Linked DNA regions of Mus musculus: region 2 is linked to region 1. The links are chromatin contacts, called in public Hi-C maps. All regions are on one chromosome and are shown on one strand. Each heading gives the region's core, a stretch centred on a gene start, on an enhancer-like site or on the middle of the called end of the contact. The rest is flanking DNA. Distances are from core to core; before and after follow the strand shown.

Region 1 (6,089 bases), core at 825-3,324:
TAAAAAAAAAAAAGATTTATTTTATTTATATGAGTACACTGTTGCTATCTTCAGACATGCCAGAATAGGGTATATAATCTGATTGCAGATGATAGTGAGACACCATGTGGTTGCTGGGAATTGAACCCGGACCTCTGGAAGAACCACTGAGCCATCTCTCCAGCCCCAGAAAATACTTTTAATACAACTAAATTTGTGCTGCAAAGTATATAAAATATAAAACATGAATGCATATACATTAGCTCCTTCACTAGTAAATAACAGTCCAAGAAAATCCAGTGTCTCAAATACAAAAAGAGAAACATGATGGATATGGAAGGATTGGCTTTTTATCCATTCCAACTTCCTTATGTTAAATGACTGAATAATTTTAAAAACAAAGGAAAAGTAACAAGTTATAAACCCAAGGGAAAATAAATGGCACCAATTCCTCCATGAGTAAAATAATGAAAATCTTAACAAAAAAGATTGTGGCAACATAGGAAATGAACTAGGAAAGCATATGAAAAAGTCTTCACTGGTATAATACTTTATAATAAAAAACGAACCTTACTTCCTTTATGTGTTCCCTTTGGCATCTGGGAGATTAATGATGTACTGGAGTTTTGAGAATAGTTACAATTTGTATGACCCGAGGCTAGAAAAGAAGGCTCAGCAGTTAAGAGCACTTGCTGCTCTTTCAGATGACCACAAGGCAGCTTACAACCATTTGCAACTTCAGTTTCAGGGAATGCAATGGCCTCAGCTGACCTTGGCAGATACACTCACATATATGGAGGCAAAATGCTCCTACAAAAAATATAAATAAAAATCTTTAAACTGTATCACCAATTTAGGTTCTAAGTCACTTTTCATACAATGACCATCTACTGCAATCTGGCCATGTTTTTTATTATTTCTTAAAGACTCCCTAATTGAAATAGAAAATATCATGCCTGCATACTTTCCTGCTTTTGGTTATCCTTAGAGTCTCAGTCCTAACAGTGCTACCTCCTTTAACACGCAAGGTGCCCATCACTTCTCTTCACCTCCACCACTACCAACAAGAACATCTCTTTCAATTTGAGATCACTCTGTCAAAAGTTTCGTTTCTAGGATGCATTTGAAAGTGAGCCTAATCCTCGCCTTTCACTTAGCACATATATGCTAGAGGGATCCACACTGTTCTCTAACTCCAGACCTTGATTAAAAGAAAAAAGTCTGAATGTGTTAACAGTGATATTCTCTTGAAAACAGGAGGAAAGCAAATCATCTCACCATTTCTTCTTATGACGATATAAACACTATACTCATGTAGTGCCTTTAATCACAGCACTTGGGAGTGCACAGGCAAGAAGAATTCAAAACCAGCCTGGTCTACATAGTGAGTTTCAGGATAGCCAGGTCTACATAAAAAGCCAATCTTCAAAACAACAACTATTCACAAAGCTGTCTTATATAATAATACTTAGAACATATTTTGGGGAAAAGACAGACACATCCCTTAGTTATGACTACAAAACAGTAAGTGAGATAATTGGTTTTACTAATAATTTTTCTGACATTATTCCACCTTACCTTGACTTGAAATCCCATAAAGCTCTTCTTTGGACATGTTTCCTGTTTGAGAGCTAAGAATCAAAACTACGAACTAGTAACTTTCTCTAATTTAAAAATCAATAAGCTAGATTTAATATTGGACTGAGTTTCTAACTTTTAGTCTGTTCCTATTTAGCTGAAAGGTTATACATGTATCAAGAGTTTCTATCAATTTTCAACTAAAAGTATCAGTTCTGCTGTCAAAGCTCTTTATTTTTGCACATAAAAAGGAAGTGGGTTTCGATAATATCTCACTGTTCTTCCTGTCTTATAATACATTTGAAATAGTGATGTCAGATCAAAAGTAAAAGCCCTAAATAAGAAAACTGAACAGCCACAATTAGTGTGCTTTACTGATAAGTAGAACTGTGTGTTTAGTATTTTGTTTGTTAAAATCTATTGAGACAGCGTCTCAGTATAAAGTCCCAGCAGGCCTGGAACTCACTTTGTCGACCAGACTGACCTTGAACTTGCTGCAATCCTCCTGCTTCAGCTTGCTAAATGCTAGAATTTCAGGTGTGTGCCAACCTGAGTGGCACGTGAAACCACCTTTATTTATATGTGTGTAGCAGCATGTCTGTGGAAGTCTGGAAAGAAGTCAGGAGTCAGCACACTCTTTCCAACAAGTGGGTCCCAAGGTCAAACTCAAGGCATGAGGCTCAGCCACAAGTGTACCTGCCAAGCCATATGCAGTCCAGTCCTTTTGATTTTATTTTGGCTACAGGCCTCCCGCATTAATTTCACAGGAATATAAAACTTCATAAATATGTAATATATACCTGATATTTTATAGGATGCTATCCTATGGATGATGTAAAAATAACAAGTTTAGATTATAAGGGAGACTGAGTTACCCTTTACTACTGGTATCTCAGCGTTTACCCATCATCTTGGGAATAAGAGTTGCTCAAGTAAATATGAATTGCATGTATACTTCTCATTTCACTTTCCAAACTAGTCTCCCAGCTTTATAGATTACCTACAATTAGATATTAACTTCTCCATGGTACAATTCATGGAGAAATAGTTGGAATTTTACTTATTTCTACAAATGAATCAAAGGCAGATCAAAAACAATATTGAATTTGTTATTACCTAATTTTTAATATCCTCTACTATTATGCAAAATGTAGAGTAAGGCTATCCTGTTCAAATTTAGCAACGGAGCTACTAACAAGGAATTTTAAGATATTTCTGCATCATAAAATGCATTTACTCAAATTCTTTGACATGGCCACTAACAGACATTACTTCTGAGCAAAAAAGTATCAGCAAGGGACACTACTCACAAGGCTGCTGAAGCCTGTGTAGCATTTTAAAAAATAAAACACATAAACAAAACTATACCTTTATTTTACATGGATGGGTACATGTACATTGTGTGGTCTGTAATGCCCACAGAGGTCAAAAAGGGGCACAGGAGTTGTTACTGAACTTACAGATAATTATTAGCTACCACACGGCTGCTGGAAAATGATCTTGGATATTTTGCAAAAGCAACAAGTACTTTTAAATGCCTCTCACTGGGTCACTCTTTTGTTTTGTTTTGTTTGAGACAAGGTTTCTCTGTGTAGCCCTGGCTGTCCTGGAACTCACTCTTTAGACCAGGCTGGCCTCGAACTCAGAAATCCCCCTGACTCTGCCTCCCAAGTGCTGGGATTAAAGGCGTGTGCCACCACTGCCCAGCAGGTCAGCCTTAAAAGGTAGAAATACACACACACACACACACACACACACACACACACACTTATTTCCAGGTCAGCTAGGGCTACACATTGAGCCCTTACCTCTAAAAACAAAAACAAACAAAAACAACAACAACAACAAAAGAACAAAGCCAGAGGTGATACCATGCTTATTACCCCAGTATTTGGGAGGCAGAGGCAAAAAGAATTCACAGCCAGCTCCATTGAAATAGTCATTCCAGACTGAACTATATGAAACTCTGTGAGCAGTTCATCCCCCAACAAACAAGCTCAAATATATTCCAGACAGTGACTTTTGTTCAATTTAGTCTGGCCATATTTAATGTTGATCTCTGTTTATGGTGCCAGCAAGAAAACATGACTCTTGCTAGTTATTTTTCTTGCCTACAATTTTCTAACTTACAAAAAAAAAGTCTAAGCTGGAGAGAAGTGGGAAAAAGACAAAGCCCTTTCCACTTTAAAAAAAAAATTATTTATTTATTTTATTTTATGTATGTGTCACTGTCTTAAGATACACCAGACGAGGGCAGCCGCCATGCAGTTGCTGGGAATTGAACTCATGACCTTTGGAAGAACTCAGTAGCCTTAACTGCTAACCCATCTCTCTAGCCCCCAAGCCCATTTCACTTTATTCTTCCCAAATCAGGTGCTTTAAAAAAATCTGGGTGGAACAAAATACCCTGGGCGGAAGGTGCCTTTTAATACTATCAGGAATCACTCTCAAAGTATTCGTCCAAGATTGAAAACAGGGCACCCTACTTCATGTTTCCCTCATTTGGGTGTATTTTCAATGAGCTTGCAAACTTAAAACGAAGATTACAGGATTTGTTTTCTTGAACTGATCGTGTATAGTAGCTATATCATAGAATATGAGTTGAATTAGTTTGATGCTTTCCAAGAATAGAACAATCATTACCATGGGGATAAGAGAAAAAAAAGACCTATTTTTATAATATGACACATCAACAGTTCTTAATGCAGTTAAAATTAATAAGTCTGTTATTATATGAAGAATTATCTTAAGATCTAAGGCACTTTACTTATCACTTAAATTTAGAAGATATTAAAACTTGAGAATATCCTTTAATCCCAGCACTCGGGAGGCAGAGATAGGCAGATTTCTGAGTTTGAGGCCAATCTGGTCTACAAAGTGAGTTCCAGGACAGCCAGGGCTATACAGAGAAACCCTGTCTCGAAAGAACAAAAACAAAAACAAAACTTGAGAATATATGCCTACTTTAGACATGAACATCAATACCTCCATAAAGTACTCAGAAGTTAGTCCAAAACTTCTACTGCCACATATAGCTTATTAAATGAGGATGAAAAATATTTTTCCCTGTTCAAGCAGAAGCTAATAAAAAGCTACAGACAGAATAATTAGTACGAATAGATGACAAAATGTTATCTTTAACAGGAAAATACCTTCCAGGGAAATGGCTTCAATGCAGCCATTATTCCTTAAGTGTCTTGGGTTAGGTATGAGAGGAAAGACAGGTAGACTGCATCTGTTGTTTGCTAGTAAGGACGAGAGCTATGAACAGTAAGCACTCCAAGTTTAGAAGACAGATATAGAGAAGAGTTGCAAATAAGCAACTTCCACAAGGGCCATAAGCTAAGACTCCATGCCAGCCAAGTTCTGTTTGTATCCCTCTACCACCCCCCCCCCCCACACACACACTCTCTTCTCTTCTCTTCTCTTCTCCTCCTCTTCCTCTCCTCCTCCCCTCCACACCCCCTCTAGTGTTCCTAAGGCAAAATGGGAGAAACTGCCAAGCTTAGGGGTAGTAGCAGAAATAAAAGAAATTCTCCCTCAAAACAAGGGTGCAAGTGGTGAGACCCGACCTCCACACTGTGGCAGCATGTACTGATTAGTCAGATATACAGGCACACACATATTTGGAGGTGGGAAAACTGCCAAGAGAATTAAAAATAAACAGAGCAAAGCAAACAAACAATTCACCACCACCACCCCCCCAAAAAAACCCCACAGCTATAGTTTTGGAGAAAATACATAGAAGAAACTTACCGAATAAAAGACTATAATCCAAGGCTACAGAGCTGGCTCAGCAGAAAAGAGAACTGGCTACTCTTGCAGAGGACCCAGAATCAATTCCCAGCACCCACATGGTGGCTCATAACCATCCATAAATGCAGTCCCAAGGATTCCAGTGCCCTCTTCTGGCATCTGTGGGCACCAGGTACGCACATGATACAAACATACACACAGGCAAAACTTACATACACATAAAATAAAAATAAATCTTAAAGAAGAAAAGAAAAAAAGACTACTCTTCAAAAATGAACAAAGAATGTACCAAGGCCAATAATAAAAAAATTAACATCCCAACCTTAACAAAAATGGAACAAGGACCTGGGCACATTTCTGACCAAAGATCATATTCAAATGAAAAATAACTATGCAAAAAGACTTCTACATCACATGTAATCATGGAAATATAAATTACAATGACAGTGATATACTGATACACATCTATTAGAGTGGCCAAAATTCAGAAGGCTGAAAGATAACACAAATTGCTGGTAAGGATATAAAGCCATATCATCTGCCATTCACTGTTGGTGGAAATACAAAGCGTCCGGCAGTCACTGTGGCAGCTTCTTACAAAATTTAACATATTCTTCTTACACTATAGCAGTCATACTTCTGTGAATTTACACAGAGACAACATATGCACACAAAGTTCATCATATTTTTCACTCTGCATTGCCAAAGCAATTACGTATTTCAGGTGGTGAATGGCTTTTTGCAAATTATGCCATACAATTTACCTCTACAAGGAA
Region 2 (6,328 bases), core at 2,457-4,956, 85 kb before region 1:
TGTGTGATGCTGGCCAGTGGAATGCTGGACTCAAGGGAAAACTGGATACAGTGACCCAGCTTGGGAATGGGTGACTTTACACATGGCTGTTTCTGGAACCCACGGCTAGGACTGGGGAGTCCTTTAGGATTCAAGGCTGAATCTTACACTTGAATATATGTAATATGTGTTAATCTGGGAAATGGGAGAACCATCTCAGGGCAGTGAGATGGTCCTGTGGGTGAGAGAGCTTGGCATGCAAGCCTGACAGCCTGAATCTGATCCCTGTAACCTACAGAAAGATTGGAAAACAAACAACTCCATGAAGTAGTCCTCTGACCTCATGTACGCCATGATATTGTGCACACCACAACCCATCACACACATACACACACAATAAAAGGAAATTGTTTATTTTTTAAGCAGAGAGGAGCCCAGCAGACTCTGGGAACACCAGTCCCATGGACCAATATGCACACACAGTGGTGTGAGACACACCTTATATACCAGCTATGGTTTGGCATGGACAAAGATAGAGCTGGCAAAAATAAAAGCAAGTTTTAATGAGATACCCATCTTCATTCTCTGATGCACATGCATCAGAAAACAGGCTTTGGAGCCAGTCAGCCTTCTGTTACAATCTGTTCTATATCATGTCTCTCTTGCTTTTTTTTTTTTTTTTTTTAGACTGGGTCTTAGTTGTATCACTGCAGCCTTAGCTCCAGTGAAACTATGTAGAGCTCGACATCCCCCCCCCCCCCAGCTCTGCCTCCACAGCTAGGCACCACCACACCCAGACTGTCCAGCCTGCTCACTCTCTCCACTCACCACCTCTCGCCTCTCCTGCAGGTGGGGCAGCATCTTATTTAAAATTACTATTACTGTGATGAAACACTGTGACCCAAGAAGCAAAGGGTTTGTTTATTAGGCTTCCGCCTCCACATGACAGATCATTATTGAAGGAAGTCAGGACAGGAGCTCAAACAGGGCAGGAACCTAGAGTCAGGAGCTGATGCAGAGGCCATAGAAAGGCTTAGTCAGCCTGCTTTCTTATAGAACCCAGGGCCACCAGCCCAGGGATGGCACCACCTACAATGGGCTGGCCCCCACAACAATCACTAATTAAGAAAATGTCCTACAGGTTTGTGCACAATCCAGTCTTATGAGGCATTTTCTTAATTGGGGTTTCCTCCTCTCAGACTGTAGGGCTGGTTCTCAGGCTTTTGGACACCCAGGCGCTGCTGGGAGCAGCAGAACAGCTGAAAACGGAGTGCGCCCCCTCCCGGCCAGGCTGGATCTCTAGCCTGAGCCCGGGGCGGGGGATTGTGGGGGAGGGAGAAGAGGGGCTCTCGCTGGGGCTGATCCTGCAGGAAAGTCCTCGGCTTCACAGGGTGGCTTGGCTTGGCCTTGGCCTTGGTGGCAGCTGTGTCTGGGAGCACAGAGAGGCCGCCTACAAGAGGTTAGATGGCGGCTCTAAAGGGAAAGGCCTTCTCTATAACTCCCCCCGCCCCCATGCCGGATCCGGGTGAAAAGAGGCATAGTTGTAAGGCATTCGTTGTCATGGTGGAAAGTGAATCTGTAAAGCATACCCCACTTTTCAGGGCGGGCCTGAGGTTAAATACCTTTTGCAAGGAGGAGTGTCTGGGAAGGAAAGTTTATTGGCTGAGCCCTCCAGTCCTTTAGGTACCTCATTAAAATGGAGATCTGTCTTAACCCTAGGTGACCACAGGTCACATCCTCTACCTGGGGAGGGGCTTGGAGTGTTGCCCTTATGTGACTGAAGGCCACAAATCTATGGGGAGCTGCTGCTAGTGTCAGGGGCCTGGTGCCTGGGAACCAGGGGAAGAGCCGGCAGGGTCCCCGGGTTTTTTTTTTTTTTTTGAGCCTTAGCTCAACAGGGAACAAGGCTACCCTTCACACAGCCGCACATCAGCATCAGATGACTTTAACTTGTGTAAAGCGGCTATAAAACTATCCAGCACAGGTAGCTGAAGGATGCCATGGAGTATGAGCACACACGAGACTGTCAGGAAGTGTATTCCACCTTTGCTTTCCACCCCTTTTCAGTGTTTGGGACCCCTCTCCTCTCCAGCACTTTCCTAGGTAGCTTCAAGCTCCCCCAGAAAAAGAAACAGGCCCCCAAAACAGGCCCTCTGCTTTCTAGTAGTGAAACAAGCCCATTGCAGATGTTTGAACTGAGTTCCAAGTCGATATTGTATTGGTTTATGAGTCAGAGGTCAGACCCAACTTATAGATACATACTGAGTCATCAGCAAGCTATCACTTGACTACAGCTCACGACTTGCTGTCCACGATGAAATACCATATGGCAGAGCAACAATAAGACGACCTTAATGATCTGATCTGATGGGCTGCAGCACTAACCTAGCTTCCTGTCCATCATTAATCAGTTATCAAGAGTCTATGACTGAGATCAAGAAGATGCTATTGAATGGGCAGACTGAACTTCATAAGCCATAACCCCCAGGCAGGTGTACAGTGGAGAGCTGGACAGACATAATTAGCTTGGGAAGATGTAATTAGCTGGAGGTGGTCCTCCGGCTGGAAGAGATATGGACGGATGATGATTTTCAGAAAGACTAATAACATGGGAAGCAGAACACTCAGCTGCTGCCAAGGAGACACTCAATATGGCTCCAGGCCCATCTGTCTTGGGTTGTGACTGGAGAGCTATTCTTTCCAGAGGCAGAACCAGCTCAGCTGAGAGGAGCTGGGAGACAGAGGAGATAGGCAAGCCTGGGTGTGAAGTGGAGGTGGCACTGGAGAATGACTGGCAAAAGAGGAGAGGGGAGGGGAGGGTAGAGGAGGGGGAGGGGAGAGGAGGAGAGGAGAGCAGAGGAGAGGACCTTACACAGAGGTTAGTGTGTCTGCTGCAGGGAAGGAAGGAGAGCCTGCAGACTTGCTTTTCACGTCATATGTCACCTGAGCCCCTCAGCAGCTAGTCACTAAGACAACAGTTGTTATATAACAGCTCTGACCCACACTGGAGTGGCTGATAGAAAGGAATCTGTGAACCAGACTCAGCCAGGATTGGAGAGCTCCACGGAGCCACACAGAAGCCTCACTTCCTGAGAATTAGGCGGAACGCACTGACAGTGGTCTGACCACAGCACCTGAAGATGCTCTAGCCTGGAAGCAGTCTTGCTCACATGTTTCCTGAGCTACATCACGTCTGAGTGACCACTGTACCAGGTGTTATGAAATACTGCAGTGAGGGGTACCTGGCAGGCCCGTGCCAAGGCATCTCTCTGAGAATGACATCATGCAACAGATCTGGTATAAAGGGGTTTAAAGGGGTTAGTTTGGGGGAAGGGAGGAGAGTGAGGACCTGGAGAAGAGGAATAAGCAAGACCGGTGGACACATAGATAGGCAGACAGATGGGAGCAGAGCGGTGAGGGAAGGCTAAAGGATGGAGTACCGATAAGGACAGAAAGGGATGTAAGGGGCCATGATTCACCAAAGAATGATATCCTTGACTCAAACAGTATGTAAACACAAAGAATGTTTTATTCTGCAGTCCAGCATGCTGGGGTCTCCTATTACCAAGACAGAGAGACAACCAAGTGAGCTTGCAAGCCAGATTTAAAGCACTTTAGGGGATTCCTAGGTAGGTGACCTTTATCTTGCTCCATCTCTAAGGATATTCCATTACCAGGGTGTGAGGGCTGGACACTGCTGCTGACCCATTGTCCTTGCCTCAGGCCAGGCGGTGGGGCAGCTTCTGAGACCTGGACTTGCCTGGACTTGCCCAGTTCTTGGAAACAGAGTTTTATGCCTAGTCTCCTGAACTGCCAATTTGAAGCCTGTCATAGAGTTAGCCTAGTCTTTTCGGGGGGAGGGGGGGAGGGGAAAATGGTGTCGGGGTTCAGGAATTGCCACACCATATAAATACTAATCCCAGTTAAACAAGAATAGTTTATTGAATGCACACCTTAATACTGATCAGACCAGGAATATAGCTCAGAATTACCTAAACTATGACAATGGATATCTTTTTCTGTCGGCTTATAAAGGAAAAAACAAAACAAACCACAAACCCACAGTGAGTTCATACACAGGTGCTGCCTGGTGCTCAGTTCTGGCTCGAGGTATTTTAGACATAACAGTTCCTGCTGATCTTTAACTCTATGTGTCTTATGTGAAGCTCTGTAGAATTTCTTAAGATTAGCAAACCTCACACAGAACAAAACAGGGTACGTGGTCACCATGTCCTTGCTCAGAGTCAAGTCACTCCTCTGTGTCAATGACTGACAGACGTGTTACAGCAACAGTATGAAATAGCTAGCAAGCATGGAACAAAATAGCTACAGCTATTCTGGGGTGGGGTGGGGACAGGGGCAGGGGCAGACCATAACAGGGAATTCAGGGAATTAGTGGGAACAGAGAAAGAGCTGGAGTGGCGGGCAATCTTTTTTTTATGCAGCTCACCTGGCACACCGGGTGGTGGCAAATGCTGACTTAAGCCAGTTGCTAGGTCCCTGAGAGGAGCCTACTGGAATCGATAACACCAGGAGATTTAGTATACTGGTCAAAAAATGCTCCTTGCTAGGCCCTATGGCAGACCCACATCTCTACTGCAGAGACCAAATCTGTACTTTCAGGCCCCCCCCCCCTTGGTAAGTGGTGGGAGGACAGTTCAAAATGCAGCTTTGTTTATGTGCAATTTCTGATTGAAATATACTTTTAGTGGACTCCCGCCTGCTGCAGATGGGCAGGAGCTAGTCTCTCTGTGAATGGAGGGAGAAGAGAATGTGAAAGTGCCAACTTCTGCACAGTCTGAGAGGAGACGGGAGGTGTGATGGCAACCCATAAATACCCAGGTGGAGATGGCTGGGCAAGATGAATCGCCAGAAGCACAAGCCAAGGCTATTCGAGGAAACACAGTCAAAGAAACTGAGGGCAGTGTGAGAGGGGATCAGCTCCTGCAGTGTGAGGAGAAACTGGGAGGGCTTTGGGGGCGGGGGATGGGGGACGAGGGCAGAATTTACAGGAGAGTGCTCAGATACTGACACAAGGTGGTGGACACAGAGGTGGAGTGTGGGGATTCATAGAAAATAGTTATTTTCAGAGAGATGGGGCAAACATCAGCCTTGATGGACAGCTTTTTATTTTATTTTACTTGAAGAAGGGCCTCCAACTTGAATTTTCCACCCTCCTCCTGCTCTCTGCCTCCTTAGGGCTAGGATTACAAGGGTGGGGTCACCACCAGTTTTATGTGGTACTGAGGATCCTAGCCAGGGATTGTGTATGCAAACTGTCACCATCCGCAGGTGCCCTGACAAAAGCAACCTAAGAGAAGAAAACGGTTATTTTTGCTTACATTTCAAGGGACACCAAGCCAGCGAGTCCTGGCTGGACAAGCTCGAAGCAGCTGATCAAGATGCAGAAAGCCATCCTGAGCTTCCTTCACCAACTGCACCTCCCCCCTTCAGTGAGTCTTCCTACTTCCATTAGAATAATCAGGATAATCCCTCACAGGACAGGCAAGCCCAGGAGCTAACTTAAATAATCCCTCACAGGTGTCCCCTTGATTCCAGAGCACATGGATTTGTTAATATCACTCACCACAGTAGGAAAGCACTCTGCCACTGAGCCCTGCTTCCAAATCTGTTTGTCTAATCCTCTGTCTCTTAAGAGACATAATTAACTAAACAAGAAGCCACTGGCTTGCAGATAAAAAAAAAAAAAAAAAGTAAGCAAGGCCCTGAAGTGAGACATCAATTCATATGTCTACTCTGAAGGCTCTAAAGTCACTGTCACTGCTTCCTCCCAGCTGGGTATGGTACTGTGTGCCTGTGGTCCCCAGCACTTGTGATGGGAGAGCACAGAAACAAGAGAATTCCTGTGGATTACCTACCTACTAGTGTACCCAAATCATTAAACTCTAGGTTCAGTGACAGCCTGTGTCTCAAAGAATAAGGTGGGAAGAAATAAAAATACATCCAATGTCAACTTCTATACACGTACACTGAGAAGGCTAGGCTGACTCCAATGACAGCTTCAAATTGGCAGTTCGGGAGACTAGGATAAAATCTCTGTTTCCAAGAACTGGGCAACCCCAGGCAAGTCAAGGCCTCAGAAGCTGCCCCACCACCTGGCCTGTGGTAAGGACAATGGGTCAGCAGCACTTTGCAGACTTCCTCAGCTACTTCCTCAGCAGCAGTTTCCAGATCTCGCCAGCAACAGTTTCCAGCCCCCACACCCCAGTAATGGAATATCCCTAGAGGTGGAGCAAGATAAAGTTCACCTACCCCAGAATCCCTTAATGTGCTTTAAATCTGGCCTGCAAGCTCACTTGGTTGTCTCTCTATCTTGGTAATGGGAGAC

What was found. A called contact is a pair of places that touch in the nucleus more often than the background predicts.
Region 2: a contact with region 1 is called in a Hi-C map of regulatory T cells, with 3 times the contacts expected there. The contact joins two enhancer-like sites. A contact is called at or near these places in 2 of 15 datasets of contacts at CTCF or cohesin (CD8 T cells and the NIH/3T3 cell line), 5 of 484 Hi-C or Micro-C datasets (the BV-2 cell line, CD4 T cells, nephron progenitors and 1 more) and 4 of 115 datasets of contacts at active chromatin or transcription factors (the 230-238 cell line, CD8 T cells, memory CD8 T cells and 1 more).

What each region holds. Positions count from the first base shown.
Region 1 is chr12:3,459,051-3,465,139 of GRCm38.p6, reverse strand. The region is part of intron 5 of Asxl2 (additional sex combs like 2, transcriptional regulator); the gene reads right to left. Among named protein-coding and RNA genes, the nearest start is that of Asxl2, 35 kb to the right of the region's middle. Within about 2 kb of position 2,074, at least 26 of the 459 cell types and tissues checked have an H3K27ac peak or open chromatin away from gene starts, as enhancers often do. A contact at or near this core is called in CD8 T cells, memory CD8 T cells and regulatory T cells, where this site is marked.
Region 2 is chr12:3,545,464-3,551,791 of GRCm38.p6, reverse strand. No RefSeq gene overlaps it. Among named protein-coding and RNA genes, the nearest start is that of Dtnb, 24 kb to the left of the region's middle. Within about 2 kb of position 3,706, at least 94 of the 459 cell types and tissues checked have an H3K27ac peak or open chromatin away from gene starts, as enhancers often do. A contact at or near this core is called in CD8 T cells, memory CD8 T cells and regulatory T cells, where this site is marked.